2 separate regions of the Oryctolagus cuniculus genome follow, and region 2 is linked to region 1. A link is a contact called in public Micro-C data. All regions are on one chromosome and are shown on one strand. The core of a region is the stretch at or near the end of the contact, and the rest is flanking DNA. Distances in the headings are between cores, read along the strand shown.

The links. A called contact is a pair of places that touch in the nucleus more often than the background predicts.
Region 2: a Micro-C map of ear pinna shows a contact between it and region 1, with 4 times the contacts expected there. The contact joins the enhancer-like site here to the promoter of FBXL14 in region 1. A contact is called at or near these places in 2 of 6 Hi-C or Micro-C datasets (ear pinna and skin fibroblasts).

What each region holds. Positions count from the first base shown.
Region 1 is chr9:99,425,285-99,431,738 of mOryCun1.1, reverse strand. It overlaps FBXL14 (F-box and leucine rich repeat protein 14), which reads left to right and starts at 2,418. Exons shown (of 1, transcript XM_008259812.4): 1 at 2,418-6,184. The coding sequence starts at 3,242. The coding sequence ends at 4,444. The region is part of intron 1 of WNT5B (Wnt family member 5B); the gene reads right to left.
Region 2 is chr9:99,474,335-99,480,788 of mOryCun1.1, reverse strand. It overlaps WNT5B (Wnt family member 5B), which reads right to left. Exons shown (of 5, transcript XM_008259814.4): 3 at 5,769-6,016. Among named protein-coding and RNA genes, the nearest start is that of ADIPOR2, 29 kb to the left of the region's middle. Within about 2 kb of position 2,343, at least 4 of the 8 cell types and tissues checked have an H3K27ac peak or open chromatin away from gene starts, as enhancers often do. A contact at or near this core is called in ear pinna, where this site is marked.

The DNA.
Region 1 (6,454 bases), core at 1,169-3,668:
CTCCTGGCTCCTGGCTTCGGATTGGCACAGCTCTGGCCATTGCACCAATTGGGGAGTGAACTAGCAGATGGAAGACCTCTCTCTCTCTCTCTCTGCCTCTCCTCTCTCTGTGTAACTCTGACTTTCAAATAAATAAATAAATCTTTAAAAAATAGTCACCAGGTGTCCAAACTCAGGGCCATTTTCTTTTCCCCTATGAATACTGATATCTACTGAAATGCTTCTGGATGTTGTAGTAGGCTAAGCCTTGGCATACAGTGGCACCATCCCATATGGGCACTGGTTTGAGTCCCCACTGCCCCTCTTCTGACCCAGCTCTCTGCTAATGGCCTGGGAAAGCAGTGGAAGATGGCCCAAGTCCTTGGACTGCTATTCTACATGGGAGACCCAGAAGAAGCTCCTGGATTCTGGCTTTGGATGGGCTCAACTCCAGCCACTGCGGTCATTTGGGGAGTGAACCAGTGGATGGAAGATCTTGCTCTCTCTCTCTTTCAAATAAATAAATCTAAAAAAAAGAAAAAAAGGAATAATCTTGGCTTCTGCATTTCCTGATTTAGGAAGGTATATTTTGCTTAGACATGATTTTGTATGTACTTGGTCTGTATTGGCCACTTGGACAAAGAGAAGTGGCCAAAAGCTATCAATCTTATATACTAAGCAACCATTTCTTTCTTTTTTTTTTTTTTAAGATTTACTTATTTATTTTAAAGTCAGAGTTACACACAGACAGAAGGAAAGGCAGAGAGAGGAGAGGGAGAAAGAGAGAGAGAGAGAGAGAGTGAGAGAGAGGTCTTCCACCTGCTGGTTCACACTCCAATTGGCCGTAATGGCCAGAGCTGCACTGATCTGAAGCCAGGAGCTTCTTCTGGGTCTCCCATTCAGGTACAGGGGCCTATGGACTTGGACCATCCTCTACTGCTTTCCCAGGCCACAGCAGAGAGCTGGATCAGAAGTGGCACAGCCGGGACTCGAACTGGCACCCATATGGGATGCTGGCACTGCAAGCGGCAGCTTTACCTGCTACGCCAACAGCACCAGCCCCAGCAATCATTTCAAAATCTTGTTCAGGTCCACAAATAATGACAGGCAGGTGCTTGTCATAGAGGTTAAGTGCTGCTTGGGAAACCTGCAGCCCGTATTAGAGTCCCTGGGTTTGAAACCAAGCTCCACTTTTGATTGCAGCTTCCTGCTAATATGCACCCCTGCCACCAACCTGGGAGACCAAGATTAGGTTCCTGGCTCCTGCCTGGCACTGCCCTGGCTGTTGTGGGCATTTGGGGGTGTGAGCCAGCAGATGGTAGATCTTTCTCTTTCAAATAAATAAAATCAAAATTATTAAAAACTGAATCCACAAACCCATTTTACTTTCCTGATGGATAAATCTGGTTGTCTTTTATCTGGTTGTGTGGCTTCATGAATCAAAATGCAGCCATTACTTTTCTGACTCAAAACCTTTTGGCTTAGGGATAGTGAAAATGAAACTCTGAACTTCTCTGAGTGTGCACGTGGGATGCAGGGGCCGCACTCGGAGCATTGCCCTGGTCTCCCCCCCCCCCCCGAGTTTATAAACTGACAGACAACTATCTAAACCATTCCAGGAGTCATTCTGCTGCTGCTGAAGAGAGCAAATTTGCACCTCTACACTCCAGTGTACTGACATGAATACACGTGGGCCACAGGATGTGTGATCCAGCAGTCGATGAGAAGAAAAAGCCCAAGAAAGGCTTAGAGAGGGCTGCTGCCTTCTACCATCAGAGCAGGCTGAGGGCCCAGCTGTTCCGCAGCGAGGCACGGAAGTGGTCCAAGTTCTGATGTCAAAAGGCCCGACGGAAGCCTGCCTGGCACTGTCTGGAAACAACCATAAGATGCTAGGGGGAAGTTGCCATGAATAATTCTAGAAAATTCTAGAATGGGAACTGAAGTGGGGCCAGTGCTAAACTAAGATGAGTAAAACAGAGTTTCTCCCCCAATTTAAGGGTCGAGACTGGAGCAAAACGAAGCCCCACTGTGGGGAGCTGGGGGAGTGATAACAGTGTTAAGGGTCATCAGGGGCAGCAAAAAGAAGGAAGGAGACTTGGGTGATGATTACCCAGTATTCTATGGGGGCGAGTCTCGCAAGGATGATACAGGAGAAGGGCTGAAGTAAGGGTCAGGAATCCTAGAGATAAGTGAAGGGGGCGTTGGACCGCCAGCAGGAAGAAAAAGAGGAAGAGGGCTGGGGCGTGGCCGGCGAAGCGACGCCTCAGCCTCGGGCTGCGGGCCACGAGGAGGAGGGCGGGGACGCGCTCTGCTGACAGCGGCTTTCCAGCGGCGCCTACAGGGTTAAAAGTCAGGGGCGGCGGGACCGGGAGAACTCGGTTTCCAGGGCAACGGCGCCGACAGTTCCGGCAGCGCAGGCTCGTACCACTGCGCGGCGCGCGCGGGGGAGCCGCAGCGAGGAGGAGACGCGCGAAGGCGCAGTCTGGCGAGCGGCCTGTCCCGGACGCTACCAACCGCGCCGCCCGCCGGCTTGCCCCCGGGTCTGCGCCGGGCCGCGCTCCGGCCGCGGCGGCCGCGGCGTCCTCGGTGCCGGAGCCGGCGGCTGCCAACTGCCTGCGGACGGCGGGGGGCGGGGGCGAGGGGGAAGGGACGTGCGCCCGGTGGCCCGGATTGGCCTCCTGGTCCCCCCGCCTGGGCGGCTGAGTGCGGGCGGCCCGGAGCTGGGAGGTTTGAAAAGCGGGCGAGAGACAAAGGCAGCAGGAAGCCTCCTCGGCGCCCGGAGCCCGTGCGCCCGGCCCCGGGGGCCCCTCGCCGGCCCGCCGGCCCCGCACAGCAGCGGCGCGGCGCGGCGGCGGCGGCGGAGGATGCGGCAGGGGGCGTGGGAGCGGCGGCCGAGCGGCGCGGCCCGAGCGCGGCGTGGTTAGACTCGCGGCGGTGGTGGTGGCGGCGGCGGCGGGGCTCGGGAGTGAGTGCGCGGCGCTTTCCCCGCCCGGGATGTGAGCGCCGAGCAGAGCCCGGGGCGGGGGGAGGGCAGGGAGGCGAGGCCGGCAGGAAGGAAGGAAGGACGGACGGACCAGGAGGAGGAGCGGCGGCGGCGGCCGGAGCCGGAAGGCGGGGAGGGGCCGTCCGTTGGGCCCGAGGCGGCGGCGGCGGCGGCCGGGGCGAACCTCTCGCGTCGGCTCCCCGGGGCAGGAGCAGCAGCAGTAGCGGCGGCGGGGCCCGCGCCTCCTCCCCCCAGCGCCGCGGAGGGGGGAGGAGGAAGATGGAGACCCACATCTCGTGCTTGTTTCCCGAGCTGCTGGCCATGATCTTCGGCTACCTGGACGTCCGGGACAAGGGGCGCGCGGCGCAGGTGTGCACGGCCTGGCGGGACGCCGCCTACCACAAGTCAGTGTGGCGGGGGGTGGAGGCCAAGCTGCACCTGCGCCGGGCCAACCCGTCGCTGTTCCCCAGCCTGCAGGCCCGGGGCATCCGCCGCGTGCAGATCCTGAGCCTCCGCCGCAGCCTCAGCTACGTGATCCAGGGCATGGCCAACATCGAGAGCCTTAACCTGAGCGGCTGCTACAACCTCACTGACAACGGGCTGGGCCACGCGTTCGTGCAGGAGATCGGCTCCCTGCGCGCCCTCAATCTGAGTCTCTGCAAGCAGATCACCGACAGCAGCCTGGGCCGCATAGCCCAGTACCTCAAGGGCCTGGAGGTGCTGGAGCTGGGGGGCTGCAGCAACATCACCAACACCGGCCTTCTGCTCATCGCCTGGGGGCTGCAGCGCCTCAAGACCCTCAACCTGCGCAGCTGCCGCCACCTCTCGGACGTGGGCATCGGGCACTTGGCCGGCATGACGCGCAGCGCGGCCGAGGGCTGCCTGGGCCTGGAGCAGCTCACGCTGCAGGACTGCCAGAAGCTCACGGATCTTTCTCTAAAGCACATCTCTCGCGGACTGACGGGCCTGAGACTCCTCAACCTCAGCTTCTGCGGGGGCATCTCTGACGCCGGCCTTCTGCACCTGTCGCACATGGGCAGCCTGCGCAGCCTCAACCTGCGCTCCTGTGACAACATCAGTGACACGGGCATCATGCATCTGGCCATGGGCAGCCTGCGCCTCTCAGGGCTGGATGTGTCGTTCTGTGACAAGGTAGGGGACCAGAGTCTGGCTTACATAGCCCAGGGGCTGGACGGCCTCAAGTCCCTCTCCCTCTGCTCCTGCCACATCAGTGACGATGGCATCAACCGCATGGTGCGGCAGATGCACGGGCTGCGCACGCTCAACATTGGACAGTGTGTGCGCATCACGGACAAGGGCTTGGAGCTGATAGCTGAGCACCTGAGCCAGCTCACTGGCATAGACCTGTACGGCTGCACCCGAATCACCAAGCGCGGCCTGGAGCGAATCACGCAGCTTCCCTGCCTCAAGGTACTCAACCTGGGACTCTGGCAGATGACGGACAGTGAGAAGGTCAGGTGAGGGCGGCAGCACCGGCTCCCCTGGCCTCCCCCCACCCCAGGCACGTGCATACACAGGTCTTTGCAGTGGATGAGGTGGGGCCCTCCCCACCTGCAGCCCGTTCCGTTCCTTTCGCTTCCAGGACTACCGCCTGGGCCCTCCTCCCCTCTTCCTCATCCCTGCGGGGGAGCGGTGGACTCGGCTGCTTACCCACCCTGCCGCCGCAGGGCCGCAGGACTGACTACTGTATCCCGCCGCGCCTGGGGCTGGGTAGGGAGAAGGGCCAGTCCTTTCGACCCTGGGGAGTTGGGGACAATGTTTGCCTTCACTGAAGCTTTCGTTGGAAAACTGTGATCTGGTTTTTATTTTGAAATGTATAAAGAGCAAACCCAACTACAACAGCCTTTTCACCCTTCGCCCACTCGGTACCCAAACCCCAGTCTCTTCTCATCGCTTCTCTTTCACAGCGCTCTGCTACTCACGCTCCCTGCATGCTCACGTTCCTTTCTTTAAAAATTTTTGGAAGAAATTTGAAATCATGGTCCTTTCTTTCTGCTCAATACATTCTATCCATTATATATATAAATTATATATATATACACACACACGCACGTCTGGCTACCTCGTTTTAGTTTACTTTTTTCTCTGAAGCCCTGGAATTCTACAAGAGCGAGATTCTGAGACTGAAACATTCGTGTGCCTAGACTGGAAAGATGCCCGCTGGGTTTGTACACCTCTTTTTGTTTTGGCTTCTTCCCAACCTCCATCCATCCAGGGTGTACCACTTCCACATTCTGGCCATCATCTTCCCTTTCCTCCTTGTCCACTGGGATATGAGGACCCAACCGTGTTTTTAAATCTTGACTTAATTTATAGCACAAATGTGTGGGAGAAATGAGTCGAACTGCTTTTTTTGTTTGAGATGCAGATTGTGTCTTGCAAATGATGATTATATATGCAAATTCTGCCCTCCCCTCACTCTTCCATGTTTCCCACAAAGAGGTCAAGGGGAGGCTTTCCTGTTGGGAGCCTGCACCCTTCATGTGATGGGGAGGAGACTGGGCACTCCTGTCTTGTCTGTGCTCTGTTCATAACATGGGAGTTTATGGGTTTAAAAAATTCTGTTTCTAAATGGAGGACTAGATGACTTTATTTTGGTGGGGGTTGGGACTTGTGGCTTTAAAGAAATGGCTTTTGAGTAGGATGTATATTTTTGTTGGTTTTGTTTGTCTATTTTTTTAGAACCCTCCACAGCAACACGCAAGACCATGGAGTTAAAGAAACCCAGAGACCTTTATCAATTAATTGTACTGTTTGTGAATTTGTATAAATAATAACAAAGATCCTCTTAAAACGTTTATATTCTTACAGTAAAAGGTTAAACTGATATTTATATAATAAAAGAGGAAATATGAAGTATGTTTTTGAAAAAAAAAACACACAAAAAACCCACAAAAAAAACCTTGTATCTGTGAATTATTTTTAAGGCATTGTGTGTTGGGTCATGCCAAAGTAGGAGGTGCTGTTTGTATGCTCTACCCTGAAGCAGAGTTTGGTGCATCCTATGTGGTATGAGTAAGCTCATGGTTAAACATTGATTCTGTATAAGGTTACTACTGACGTTGGAATGTTTTGTTTCTAGAAATGTGATTAGACGAGATTTATAAAATTTTCGGTTTTAAACTGTCAACAACATGGAAATTTAAGGAAACTGAACCAAATGAAACTTAAAAAAAAAAACAAAAACCCAGATTTGTAAGAGTCGCGATTTGCCGGAGCAGTCAGTTTTTTCCTTGGGTAGAAGTGGGTCAGGAGCTGCGGCCGTGGGCGAGCAAGGTGGGTCTGCCTGGCCTCGGAGTGGGCGCGGGGGGCCGCCGGGGCCGGGGCCGAGCCATTGTTCCGCAAAGTTGAAAGAGCGCTGTCCGGGCCGGCCCGCGGCGCAGTCGGGCGTGTCATGCATGCGGAATGTCACAGCGGGAGCGCGGCCCGGTGGGAAGGCCCCGGCCGCTCCGGCCCGCTTCTTAACATTCC
Region 2 (6,454 bases), core at 1,094-3,593, 49 kb before region 1:
TCTTTCTGCGTTTCCTTCTCTCTCTGTGTAACTATGACTTTCAAATAAATAAATAAATAAATCTTAAAAAAAAAGGATGGATCTTGTGGGTCTAAGACTGAGAAGAAAGCAAGAGATCAGTAGCCTGTCCTACCGAAGTCTTCTCTCCCAGATGTGACTTCTCAGCACAGATGATGCTCCCCACCTTTCGTCGCTGCCCTTATCTAGCTAGAGTGGCAGGGGCTGGGGGTAGAAAGTGCACAAGAGGGGCTGGAGCTGTCGCGTACCTGGTCAAGCCTCCGTCTGCAGTGCCCGCATCCCATATAGAAGCCAGTTCAAGTCCTGGCTACTCTACTTCCGATCCAGCTCTCTGCTATGGCCTGGGAAAGCAGTAGAAGATGGCCCAAGTCCTTGGGCCCCTGCACCTGCGTGGGAGACCTGGAGGAAGCTCCTGGCTCCTGGCTTCGGATCAGCTCAGCTCCGGCCATTGTGGCCATCTGGGGAGTGAACCAGCGGATGGAAGACCTCTCTCTCTGCCTCTGCCTCTTTATAACTCTGCCTTTCAGATAAATAAATAAATCTTTTAAAAATAAAAAAAAAATTAAAAAAGAAAGTGAACTAGAATTAAAACTCCAGAGCAATCCAAACCACCTCCCTCTCTCTTCCAGAGGACTCCCCTGCCTCCCGACTCACTGGTCACGGTGTCTATGGCACAGACTCTCAGCACCCTCCCTCTCCAAATCCAGGTGATTGTCCAGGAGAAAAACCCTGACTCTGTTCTTTTTTTTTTTATGCTGTAGTGACCACTCGCAAACTCAGATGATGCAGTATCTTCCATTTCAGTAAAAATGCTTATAAAAAAATAACACTCAGCTACCAGAGAAATGCAAATCACAAGAAGATATCACTTCACACCCTCTAGAATGGCTATAATCAAAAGAGAGCTAATAACAAGTTTGCAAGGCGATGGGAAAATTACAACGCTTCTGTACTGCTGTGGGGAGTGCTGCAGGGTGCAGCTGCTTCAGGAAAACCTGGCAGCTCCTCAAGAGGTTAAACTTAGAGCTGCCACATGACCCGGCAATCCCACGCCTCAGACTGCACCCAAGAGAAATGAGAACATATGTCCACAGAAAACTCACACGTGAATGCTCATGGCAGCCACAAAGCAGAAACAACCCAACCGTCCATCGGCGGAAGAATGGATCAACAATACACTGTATGTATCAAGAATACACTGTATGTATTCTCCATACAGTGGAACATTATTCAGCCATAAAAGGAATAACATACTGATACATGCTACAACATGCATGAAACTGTAAGTCATTATGAAGGAGATGGGTGTTGTGGTGCAGCAGGTTAAGCTGCTGCCTGCAAAGCCAACATCCCATATCTGAGTGCTGGTTCCTGTTGTGGCTTCTCCACTTCTGATCTAGCTCCCTGCTAACACACCTGGGAAAGCAGCAGAGTGCGTGGTCCCTGCCACCCACGTGGGAGACCCAGATGAAATTCCAGGTTCCTGGCTTCAGGCTGGTCCAGCCCAGGCTGTTGTGACCATTTAAGGAGTGCATCAGATGATGGAAGATCTCCCTCTCTCTCTGTCTCTCTCTCTAACTGCCTTTCAAATAAATGAACATTTAAAAACAAACAAAAAATTATAAGAAATGCCAATCACCAAAGGTCACGACCCCATTTACGTGAAATGTCCAGAAAAGGCAATAGGCAATGCTCCTGGTGGCAGAAGCCTTAGTGGCTGTCCTGCACTGGGCACTGCCGGGAGAGAGAGTGACCACTAAGGGGTAGGCAGTTTTTCTATGGGGCAAGAAAATGTCCTGGAATCAGTGGTGAGGGCTGCACAGCCTGTGAAGGCACTACACTAGAAGCCTGTCAATTGTATACTTTAAGGTGGTGAATTACATGGTATGTGAATTGTGTCTAAGTAAACCTGATCTAAGTAAAAATAAAAGGTATATGGACTCAGATAAGGGGGGAAGGGAACGGTTCTTAGCAGGACACAGATTCAATCCCGATTTCGGAGACGAAGCCAGGCAGGCTCTTCTGTTCTCCATTTCTTCCTCCCCTGAGGTCGGGGCAGACATCCCACAGTGCTATCTTGGCAGGTGCAAGGGCAGCGTTTGCCAAGAAGCAATCAATGCTTAGGTCCAGAGCGATCTCCCACCCTGCCCTACTTCCTGATTGCCAGACATGGCAGTGACCTTGGCAACCACACCACACCACACCGGATGAGTAAACCAGGGGCTGGCTTCTGGACGGTTACAGAATAGGAACAGCCCGAGAAAACCCCAAACAATGGCAGGAAGTTGCAGGCGTGACTCAGCCCTCAGGACTGACATCTGAGTCAGGCCTGAACCACAGCCTCAGCTACAGCCCAGGGACGCGGTTGAAGGGAGTCAGACTGTGACAGTGCACACCCAGGACAGTCAGACGGCCGGAGACTGTGAGGGAGGAGGCTGTGGGCTCCATCTGGAGGGACTCATCTCTGAGCAGCCTTCCTGAACTGCAGCCCCAACCCCGAGATGGGGCACCCGGAACAGCCTGAGCTACACCTCCGCATGGTGTTCCTTGAACAGGTGGCTAGGTTTTCAAAGCAACCACCCTGTCCCTTGTTTAATGACTCTAACCACCAGAATGTTCTTTCTAATATTAAACCAAAGTATGGCTGCCTGCAACCTAGAGCCACTCTGTCTCTGTCTCTGCTGGGGAGGGGCATCCTGAGTCATCGAGTGTGGGGTGCTCTGCCTTCACGGAGCAGCGTTTGGGCCCCTTTGTGACAGTGGACATGAAACCCTAATATCCCAGCTGCCTGGGAAGCACCCCACCCTTTCCCAGGTAACTCTCTTCTCAGGAGGAGCTGCTACCCGACGGGAGGAGTGCAGAACGCAGAACTCAACGCCGTCCTTTCTGGGGCCCTGCAGACAGGACTCAGGCTACTGCTAGTGTCCCCTTAGCAAGAGAGGGGCAGCTTCCGAATGTATAAGCAATTGGGCCGGGGGGGGCGGGGGGGAGGCTTCTCAGTTCAGAGCTGAAACTCAGAAAGCAGCCCCTAGAGACCTTACATTCCTCCACCCCTCCCCCACCCGGACAAGAAGCCAGCCTAACCGCACCAGGAAGGCGCCTCCAGGCCTGCCTAGGCAGAGGCTGGGGAAAGTGCCAGGGCCGCTCCAAGCTGCTCTGCTGCCCTCTGCTGCTGGCTTTTGCAGTAGCTTTACAGTAAAAGTCTTTTGGAAGCCATGCACCAAGATAGTGAGGGGACTCACCCAGAACTACCCTAAACCCATTGGGAAGAAAGGACAGCTGGCCAGGTAGCACCAGCTCTAAAAAGGGTGCAGACATGCGCTGTGTCACTGTGTTGCAGTGGGTTAAGCTGACACTTGGGGCTCTTGCATCCCACATCACAGCGCCTGGTTCAAGTCCTGGTTACGCACTTCTGATCCAGCTGCCTGCCAATGCATTCTGGAAGGCAGCACATGGCTCAAGGTCTTGGGCCCCTGCAACAAATGTGGGAGACCTGGAAGGCGTTCCTGGCTCCTGGCTTTGGCCTGGCCCAGCCCTGGTTGTTGCAGGCATTTGAAGAAAGAATCAGGAAGTAGGTGCTTTCTCTCTCTCGCTCACTCACTCTCTCTCTCTCTGTCACTATGCCTTTCAAGTATATGAAAATAAATACATTTTTTAAAAACAGAAATGGCACTGTGGTGCAGCAGGTTAACGCCCTGGCCTGAAGCACCCGCATCCCATATGGGTGCCGGTTTGAGACCTGGCTGCTCCACTTCCAATCCAGCTCTCTGCTATGGCCTGGGGAAGCAGTGGAAGATGGCCCAAGTCCTTAGGCCCCTGCACCCATGTGGGAGACCCAGAAGAAGCTCCTGGCTCCTGGCTGCGGATTGGCGCAGCTCCAGTCGTTGCGGCCAATTGGGGAGTGAACCATTGGATGGAAGACCTCTCTCTTTGCCTCTCCTTCTCTGTGTAACTCTGACTTTCAAATAAATAAATAAATCTTTTAAAAAGATAAAAATAAAAACAGGAATGAAGGGAACAGGCATCTGACATAGCAGTTAAGACGTGGCTTGGGATGCCTACATCCTATATTGGTTCAAGTCCTGCCTCTACTCTCCATTCTAACTTCCTGTTAACGTGCACCCTGGGAGGCAGCAGGTGATGGCTCAAGCACTTGGGTCCCTGCTACCCACGTGGGAGACCCGAATGGGGTTCTTGGTTCTTGGCTTTGTCCTGGCCCAGCCCTGGCTGTTGCAGGTATCTGGGGAGTGAACAAGTGGATGGGAGCTCTGTTTGTCGACCTTTCAAATAAATAAAATATGTTTAAAATTTTTTTAAGGCAAGTTGTTAGTAAAATGGTGCCACCTTCCTAGGCCCGGCCTGGTTTACTAGAAGTCAGGTGACTAAATGGCCCAATCACAAGCGTCACCTCCACCCCTACCCTCATGGATCTGCCGCTCCCACTTCCTCACCTCTGCAAAGCTATATAAGACCTGTTCGCCCGGTACAGGCTGCTCTCTCTGTACACGGGGAGGCAGCCTGTTGGATTCCCCCCACTCAACAATAAACCTTTTCCCTTACTCCCATTCCACCACACACATCTGAACCCAGCCCAGTTTCTACTCCCACTAACCCTTTGCTTTCCTAAAGCAAAGCCTCTCTTTTTGGCTTTAGCAAATATGAAATCAGCACATGAAAAGGATGTAGCCCCCATCAGGTCCCCGTGTGATTAGAGGATGTCCCTGCTCAGCCAAATACAAGGCAGGGCGAGCTCCCAGGACAATTTCACCAGGGGAGGAACAGACGCTGTGGCCTGGAGAGGACGCCAGACGTTGTGACTACATCCCCACTTAGCCCACGTGCGCTCGTTGTGGAAAGCTGCCCCAGAGCACGCTTGAAGGAAGCACGCAGGCAGCCAGGGGCCAAGTGTATTTTGGGGCAGGAGTGGTTGAGGAAAGAGGTCTGGAGTTAAAGAGAGGACAGAGGGACTTCCAAGCACCTTTCCTGACAGTGCTGCCTGGGAACTCCCACCCCTCTCCAGGTAGCTCCATGTCCCCTTTTCAGGGGGAGCTGCTCCCCGGAATGTGACGGGAGGACGAATGCAGAGCTCAACACCTTCCTTTTATGGCCCTGTGGATAAGACCCAGTAGAATAGGGCCGGATTTCTCAATTTTGTGCCAGGGAGGGGAGGATTGCATTTCAAAAGGACCTAAAACAATTAGACCTCAGCTCACACCTCCAACTAAGCAATAGCATGGCCAAAGAATCCTCGCCCCAGAGGGGAAGGGACAGGAATCCAGGAAGAGTCCCCTTCTCTCATCTTTCTTCTTCAGTCTGTCCCCTTCCCCCACTTTCACACACATCCCCTTTCAAATGAAAAAGCCATGGGTCTGGATCGCCAATGACAGCTATTGCCAACTTGGCCCAACATTTCCCTCTCTCTTCCAAGGGTCCAAGGGGAAGAGACAAAAATACTGCAGACATTCAGGGCAGCAATTTTTGGTTCTCCACCCAAGGCTCTCAAAAACACTCAAAGGAGGCCCTTGTGGCAGAGAAGACAAAGGAAGCAGTGGTGGGCGGGTCTTCTAACCCACTCTAACGCAACTCAGATATTCTGACCCCCTCCCAGAGGCAGCCCCGCTCCAGAGGACCAAGCAGAGGACAAGCTCCCCTCCCTGCACAGACACCCAGGAAGGCGCTCACTGGAGCTCTGCCAGTGCAGAGAATGAATGGCACCTAGGCAGGAGCACAGGTGCGCAGCCACGCCATACCTATCTGCATGACTCTCCCAAAGACGGACGAGTTGTCCACCGTGCTGCAATTCCACCGCCTCTGCCGGAACTGGTACTGGCACTCCTTGATGCCCATCTTGGCTCCCTCTCCAATGTAGGCCATGTGCTCCTGGTACAGCTGGCACAGCTTTCTCTGGCCAGGGGAGAGCCCGGGAAGCTGACTGCACACAGGCTGAGCGCCGATGATAAACATCTCAGGTCTCTGCACCGGGCTCATGGCTAAGGACCTACAACAACAATGAGGAAAGGGAGAAGAAGACACTGAGTCACTCATTCAACACATTTATTGAGTGCTTTCTGTATACCAGGCCCTGGTCTAGGGATTTGAAAAGGAAAATTAGTAAAAGAGAGTGTCTACCATCAGAGAATGACCAGACAGAAACAGGTGCAAGCAGAAACGCCAGGTGGGAAGCCAAATATCTATCACAGTGGAGCTCTGGATCCACCAAAAGCCCTCTGTGAGGAGGTGGTGAGGACTTGAACTGGACAGGGACAGGCAGAGATGCATATGCAGCTGGGGGCAGGTGTACAGCCATTCATCTGATGCACATGGCAAAGATTCACGTTAGCCCAAGTGCAGGATACCTGATGGAAAGCAATCATCTCCTTCAAAAGGAACTCTCTGGGGGCAAGTATGGTGGTGCAGTAGCTTAAGCCACCACTTA